Regions from separate parts of the Hordeum vulgare genome. Here region 1 is linked to region 2. A link is a contact called in public Hi-C data. All regions are on one chromosome and are shown on one strand. Each heading gives the region's core, a stretch centred on a gene start, on an enhancer-like site or on the middle of the called end of the contact. The rest is flanking DNA. Distances are from core to core; before and after follow the strand shown. Region 1 holds the start of LOC123452368 (signal recognition particle subunit SRP68). Region 2 has its middle 110 kb from the start of LOC123452368.

Region 1 (3,677 bases), core at 1,108-3,607, 110 kb before region 2:
ATTTATCGAGATGCATTGAATCCTTTAACAAAGGACCACATCACTGTAATGAGAAAAACTCATGCAGTCAACCTTGTCATCTCATCTGCATTAACTAAAGTGTGAATCAAATCCTCTAGTTCAGTTGTAACCATAAAAGTAAAACAGAACTGTAACAGAGCAAAACTAAGACTCATTAACTGATGGAAGTTTACTCGGATTTTCTTTTTTGTGGAATCGTTGTTGGACTAACAAAATAGCAAACAATAGTAGCTAGCTTTCCCGAGAAAATATCAAAACCGCAATCTGCACCAATTACCGAGGAGAAATTGGAAATTTGCCACTTCCAATATATGGGTTCTTAAAATTGTCATTTTCAAGATTGGCTTCGCACATTTGCCACTCAGCTCGTTGACTCCTTGATTATCATGCCACTTTCCTCCTACTTTTGATTTTCATTTTCCTTTAACATTTATAATCATTGGAAAAGACCAAACCGGCCCTGATGCATATACACGTACTATCCAAATTTCAGTTGACACTTTGAATCGGAGGACAGCGTACCGGCCACCTAGAATACCGGGTGATCTCGTCAATGCAAACTGCTTCATCGATCTCCTTGACGCAGAGTGTCGCAGATCGTCTAGAGTCTAGACGTCGCATGCCACGGATATTCTCAGCGTCCCGAGAAGGACGGCGGGCTGTGCAGCTATGGCGCGCGCGGAGACAGCGCGAGCAGCAAGCAGCCTAGTGGCGCCGGCGGGGGCTGCTTCAGTAGCCACTCTTATCGACATCCTCAAGTAGTTGTGTGCTATTCTCCAATTCAGTGCTAGCTGAACTTCAGAGGAGACCAGAACCTGTAGCCGCGGGCTGGCTCGAGTGCCCGCGGTGGGCCTGATCGGCCGTGTAGTAGGCTCTCCTCACGAGCTCCTCACGGAAGATGGCGTGCCGCGACTGCGCGCCGGCGAGCACGGCGGCCGCGGCCATGGGAGCGGCGGGGCCGGCTTCCTCGCGCCCCGCCACGGCGGCGCGGGCCCGTCTCGCGGACGGCGGGCTTCGGCAGGGGCACGGGAGGGCTCCCCCTTGGCCGGAGGCGCGCGCGAAGGAGAGGGAGGGTGGGGTCCGGCACCGGGTCGCCTGCAGCTCGTCGGCGAAGGCCGGGGCGCCGCGGGGAAGGAGCTCGAGCGCGGCGGGGAGCTGCGGCGTCGAGAGGCGGTGGTGGGGGCGGCACTTGACGGAGCAGGTGACCGCCGCCGGCATGGCTGCTGGTTGGCTTGGCGAGCTGGGGTTCGGCAAGGGGAGTTGGTGGAGATTGAAGAAAGAGGCCCCTGGACTGCGGGTTAGTTTGGATTAAATATAGGGTGGTTTGTGTAAAATGTAAAAAACGACTCGTTCTTTGACTTAAATCCGGACTGCGGGTAGATTTTAGGAAACGTCGGGGGCTTTTTTGTAAATGTCGTGGTGGGTTTTTCGACGGAAGCAATAGCCGCTTTATTATTAGGTACTAGCAAAAAAAACCGTGCGTTGCAACGAAAGAGAAAATAACACACGCTTTGAACACAATATATTTTCACATGGCATCACATTTGTGTTGTCGACGATGGCCTGAGTGCTCACACAACGAAAACGTGTTTAAATGTACAATCACTCGGAATAAGATGAGAAATATGTTGTTTCTTCCCACGAGATTTTTCAAAGGTGTGCATGTGTGATTAACGATGTTTTCTTTCCTGTCAATTTGATTTTAATTTAATGGATATTTATTGTAATTCGTATGGTCGCCGGAAAGAGAGGAAAAAAAGGACCGTGCACTACAGATTAAGTTTGCACCAAAAATAATATTTAAGAAGTATTCAACAGTTAAAAATAACATCCTATTTAGATTCTACACATTTTTTCAATCAAATTTCATATATAACATGTTAAAATCGGAGTTACGGTTTAAAAGATATGAATAATTTTGTTTTAGATAAAATATGGATTGATTAACTAAAAAGTCAGGTTTTTTTTGTTAAAATAAAAAACATTTTGGCTGACTTAAATAAGGACGACGGGTTGATTACCTGAAACATCAGGGATTTTTTGAAAAATGAAAAAAAAACGGTTCGGGTGTGACTAAAAGATGACCGCGGGTTGATTATCTAAAATTGTGAGGACTTTTCTGCAAAATGACAAAAAAACCGGTCCGTTCTGACTTAAAATTGGACTGCGGGTTAATTACCTGAAACCGCGAGGGCTTTTATGCAAAATGACCGACGACGTGCAACAGAAGCGCTGCGCGCATTATTAGGGGAGATATAGATAGGAGAGTGTTCGACCATTGCAACAAAGGATTTGATGCAAAACAAGTGAGAAGAGAAAAACAAGTTTTGGAAACAAGTTTTTTTTTCCCCACAAAACGAGCAAAGTTATCAAATATTTACGCATCCAGAGAGGCCACGCGAACTCTGCTTCTCGTTTCGTCGCAACCATCTGACAGGTTCGCTCGCCGGGCGGAGGCATACCCGCCGCCATGTCGAAGCTCGCCAACCAGCCGCCGCCGCCGACGCCGTCGGATATGGATGTTGACTCCGCATCCGCGGCCGAGGAGAAGAATCCGGTCAGGTTCTCCATCAATGGTGAGCTTCTCCCCTTTCCCTACCCTCTCCACAGTCCCAATCTCCCCCCTCGCGTCTCCTGATCCCGCCCCCCTTCCTCCGCGCAGTGTTGGAACTCATGAGGGAGGCGCAGATGCAGCACGGCCTTCGCCACGGCGACTACACGCGTTACAGGTGCGCGTCCCGAATCCCGATCCCACCCCACTTGACGCCCACCCAGATCTGCTGCCTGCTCGTCTTCTCAACTGTGCCGTGCTACCGTGATTCTCGCCTCGCGGTTTCACGCGTGTATAACTTAGTAGATATGTGACTTGTGATGGAATGCTTTCATCCAATTGTTCCCCATACCCCAAATTTCCCATGGAAACCCTGCTTCGAACTTGTTCTGTAGTCTAATAGAATTCATACATGTAATCTGGTCTAAAGAAAGTTAGTATCTTTTTACACATTATGCTTGCTCCGTTTTCTCTGTTGCTGGTACATCAGGGGGAAGTTTTGTCCTCTCAGATGTTGCATGTCTTGTTTACCCAAATACCTTTCTTTTGCTTATAACTTAGTAGTATGGTGTTGCTGTGATTTTTTGTATGCTCTTTGTCTGAAGGATTTAGGATTATTTGCAGGAGATACTGTACTGCGCGTCTGAGAAGGCTCTACAAGTCTCTGAAGTTTTTGCATGGCCGTGGTAAATATACCCGGAGGAATATAACAGAGTCAACAGTGACTGATGTGAGGTGTGTTGTTTTTTCTCCTGATAATCTACCATATGCCTGCTGCCTTTGTCCATACTTCACTTAGGTTAGTACAGTACTTTGGTAGTTTTGTCAATTTAGATGGTCTGTTTGGATTTGGCATGTTAACTATTATTGTCAATATTTAAAACCAAGTAACCAACAATGTGATTTCCTTTGTTTACTGTTGAGCATATGATTACTATCAGTTACGAAGATTTTAGCCACCATTTGGTAGTTGTGTTCTACATGCCTGTGATATTCATTAGTAATTTATCAATATCGTTGATTCCTTACCCTAGCATTTTTTGTTGTTGATGAACACTTTTGTAGTGCATGTAATCAGTATGCGACAACTATCGGGGAACTTAAG
Region 2 (3,736 bases), core at 693-3,192:
CATATTGTTGCAACAAATTTAATTAAGTCACGCCGAGAAATTCTTCCTCGATTCCCTGCGAGAAAGCAATCTTGGAGCCAAACATTCCAGTTAAGTAAGAGTTCTAGTTGTATTAGATCTGGATAGAATTCCAAGTAGTCCTATAACCGTGGACACGACTATTCAAATAGTTAATTTTCATCCCTCCACGGGCGCACCGAATTACCCAACACGCTTGATAAACTCTGGCCGGACACAGTTTCCTCGGTCATGCCCGGCCTCCAAACATCAACACGTCGCAGCCCTACCTAGGATCAACAAAGAGGCTAGCCCGCCGGTCTCAATCCTAAGCGCGCAGGGGTCATGGCCCCATCACCCTTTGCACCCCTGCATGATGCATGGGCGGCTGAGGTTAGTCCGGCGGGCTACTAAATCCTAAATCCTAAGAACAATGCTTACGCGGAACACTCGGGCACGCGCCGCTCCATTGCTAATGTCTAAAGAGCTTCGGCTGATACTACGACATCGAGCACCTATAAATTCTCCCACATGAAGGTTAGTGCGAAAAGGTCTACAACCAACTTAGATCAAATACCCAAATCCCATTAGCATTTTATTTAACATTGTAGCGACGATCAACAATCCATGATATGTGGTCTCGTCGCTCCGTCTCGAGGATGTGTGGCAAGGGCTAAGAATGCCCGACCACGCCTCATCACATCCATGCGAGAATCCAGCTGCAACACACCTCATCATGCACCCAGTAGTAAGGTCAAGTAGCTGTGTGGTCGCAACATCAGAGGGATCCGAGGTATCACCCTCGATGGATTCCGAACGATGTATCCATCAAGGAGACTAGGCGGAATCACCTTCGATGGTCGACGCTTGATGAGTGTACGATAGAGCCGTTATCGAAAGTGGTGTAGGAGGAATCACCCTCCGTGAACCACCGCCAGTTAACTACACTACAGAGCTAACATCACGAGTACGTATCGAAGTGTCACCCTCGGTACTCGATAGTAGCTCTGCAGCGTCGTACAACAAGGGTGTGTGTGAAGTGATGTGACGGGTCTTGGCTCATCGATCAGTTGATCGAGAGTTGATGATAAAGCGGGGGCAAGTGGGTTTAAGGGGGGTGTCAATGGGGATCACTGCTCCACTATACTAAGCATTTAAAGTACAATAGAGTATAACAACAGTTTATCAAAAACATGTTATGCATCACAATAGGTGCTATCTACAACAGTAGCAAAATCTAATGCAAGCATGGGGGAGAAAGAATGGGCGATATAGGAACTATCGATGGGGTTGGTTGCCTTGTTGCTCTGCTGAAAAAGGCTGATCATCAGTGGCGTAGTCGTACCCGGGAGCTGCGTCAGCTTCGGCGTCTACCGGAGAGAACAGGGGAAGAAATAATAAATAAAAGCAGGCATACGTAACATGATGCATGGCATAGCAATACGCAGTGCTAGGGATGAGCTAACACGGTACTACACGTTACAAATGGAGCGGCATAATATTTGGCGATATTTTCCGGGTCTCAAGCTTCTACTTGACAGATGATCCTAATGCCAAATGTGCATGTTCATAATGCTAGGAGCACGTGACAGATGAACGAATAGCGTATCATGTATAAATTAATTTTATCGGAGTTATGGATTATTTTATATGGGTTTCTAAAGTTTTAACAATATTCTGGATTTATATATTAATTCGAATTAAATCAGAAAATGCTATGTTTACCCAAGTGTGTATCTTGCACACAGGCTTACATGTGGGTCCACGAGGGGTTTGTCGAATGTTTAACAAGTCATAGTTTGACTGGTCAATAGTGTGGGGGACCCACATGTCATTGTCACCGATTTTAATTAAATGTTTAGTTAGCACTAGGGCCCCACATGTAATAGACTAGTTAGCATGGGGGCTCAGCCTAATGGGGGTTAGCACCTAATCTAATCAAGGGCTCACCCTAGCGGCAGTGGTACAAGTTGTGCCACACTAGTGGCTGGTTGGGCACGCACGGCACGTAGGGGAACCGGCAGCCATGGCTCGAGGGGCGAGCACGACAGCGGCCAAGAGGAGGCGCGTGAGTGCGCAACGACAGTGGCACGTGCCACAACGGGTGGAGGCGGTGCAGGCGGCAGCGACAGTAGTACTAGCAACAGGGGCGGCGGCGCATCAACATGCATCGGCGGGAGGAGCAGGGTAACGCGGTAGGGGGCGACGCGAGAGGCAGCACGCGGCGGTGCGCAGGAGCAGCAGGAGCAACAAGCGGGGCACGGCAGCCGTAGGCTGGAGGGTAGCGGCAGGCGAGGCCTGGGGCGACGCAAGCGACGTGGAACGGCGGCACGTCGGGCGGGGGCATAGCCAGACAGGGCCGGGGGGGCACAAGGCGGCTCAGGTGAGCGACCGCGGCGGGGAGAGCGAGCACCGGGGGCACAACGGCTCCGGGGAAGCTCGTCGGAGGAGGAGGGGGCACACAGCGGTGTGACATCAGACCGGGACGGGAGGGTGGTTGTTGCAGCAGTTCTCTCACTCTCAGCTCGGCGACGAACGCCCCGACCGCACGTACAGGCGTTTCGACTACAAAGACGTAACAGCCATGCTTCTCGTGCATGATCTGCATGCGGCGATCCGTCCAGCAGTGCCCGCGACGCGCACAACGAGCATGACCTGGCTAGCTCCATGCCCGCTGCTAACGGCCTACTCCTACCACCACGAGCACGACCTGGCCAGCTCCACGATTCCACAAGCACACACACGCCACACATACATGCACATACACGTACGCCGTGTTGCCGTGACCCAGCCTACGGATCCGACCCAACACACCGACGTCGGTCGCACCGCCACGGACCCGACCTGGCGTATCGATGCCGGTCGCACCGTGCTCTGTCATGACTTATTTCCAACAATCACCCCCTAAGCCGTGACCTAAGTCGTGACCTAGAGGAGCGCCGGCCCGACGTCGTCGTCGACCGCCGCGACAAGCGTGTGCTCCGCCGCCTCCGCCTGACGCGGCTTCGGGCACTCCCGTCGGAAGTGTCCACGCTGGCCGCAGTTGTAGCAGCGCCCGCGGCTTCCTCGCCGCTTTCCTAGGCCGCCCGACGTCGTGCTGCCCACGCCGTCATCATCGTGGTCTAAGCCGCCGCCGTGCTGACGTTGCCTTGCCGCCCATTGAGCCGCCATGAGTAGGAGCTGGTCGCCGCCACGTCCACCGTTGTCTTGAGTGCGCCGCCTCGTCCGCTCCTCGAACGCCTTCAGCCGGTCGAGCGCCTCCTCGAACGGCATCTTGTCGACGTCGCAGAACTGCTCAATTCCGGCCACCGCTGCGTACAGCCGGTCCGGCGCGGTGTCGAGCACTTTCTTCACCATTGCCACGTCATCGAGCGTCGCTCCGAGGGCCGCATACCTTGCTGCCATGCTGCTGATCCTCCCGGCATACGCGTCCAGCTCGTCACCGTCCTCCATGCGTAGGCGATCGAACTCACCGCGGAGAGTGGAGAGCCGCGCCGCCCTCACCCGGTCCGCACCGACGAACCGCGTCTTCAGGCTCGCCCACAGCTCCGCCGCCGTCTTCTTCAACGACACCTGCAGCAAGATGTCTTTGGAGAGCGCTTCGAGGAGGTATGCCCTCGCCGGCTTGTCCTTCTTCGCGATGACCGCCGTCGCCGAGTCCTCCGCCGGAACCACCGCTTCCCACAGCCCTTGCGCGTCGAGGTTCGCCTCCACCTTGATCGCCCACACGGTGTAGTTG

The links. A called contact is a pair of places that touch in the nucleus more often than the background predicts.
Region 1: a Hi-C map of leaf shows a contact between it and region 2, with 1.9 times the contacts expected there. The contact joins the promoter of LOC123452368 here to the enhancer-like site in region 2. A contact is called at or near these places in 2 of 6 Hi-C or Micro-C datasets (leaf and seedling).

What each region holds. Positions count from the first base shown.
Region 1 is chr5H:286,898,850-286,902,526 of MorexV3_pseudomolecules_assembly, reverse strand. It overlaps LOC123452368 (signal recognition particle subunit SRP68), which reads left to right and starts at 2,357. Exons shown (of 13, transcript XM_045129020.1): 1 at 2,357-2,597; 2 at 2,684-2,750; 3 at 3,197-3,307. The coding sequence starts at 2,492.
Region 2 is chr5H:286,787,712-286,791,447 of MorexV3_pseudomolecules_assembly, reverse strand. No RefSeq gene overlaps it. Among protein-coding and RNA genes, the nearest start is that of LOC123452368, 110 kb to the left of the region's middle. Within about 2 kb of position 1,942, at least 2 of the 3 cell types and tissues checked have open chromatin away from gene starts, as enhancers often do. A contact at or near this core is called in leaf, where this site is marked.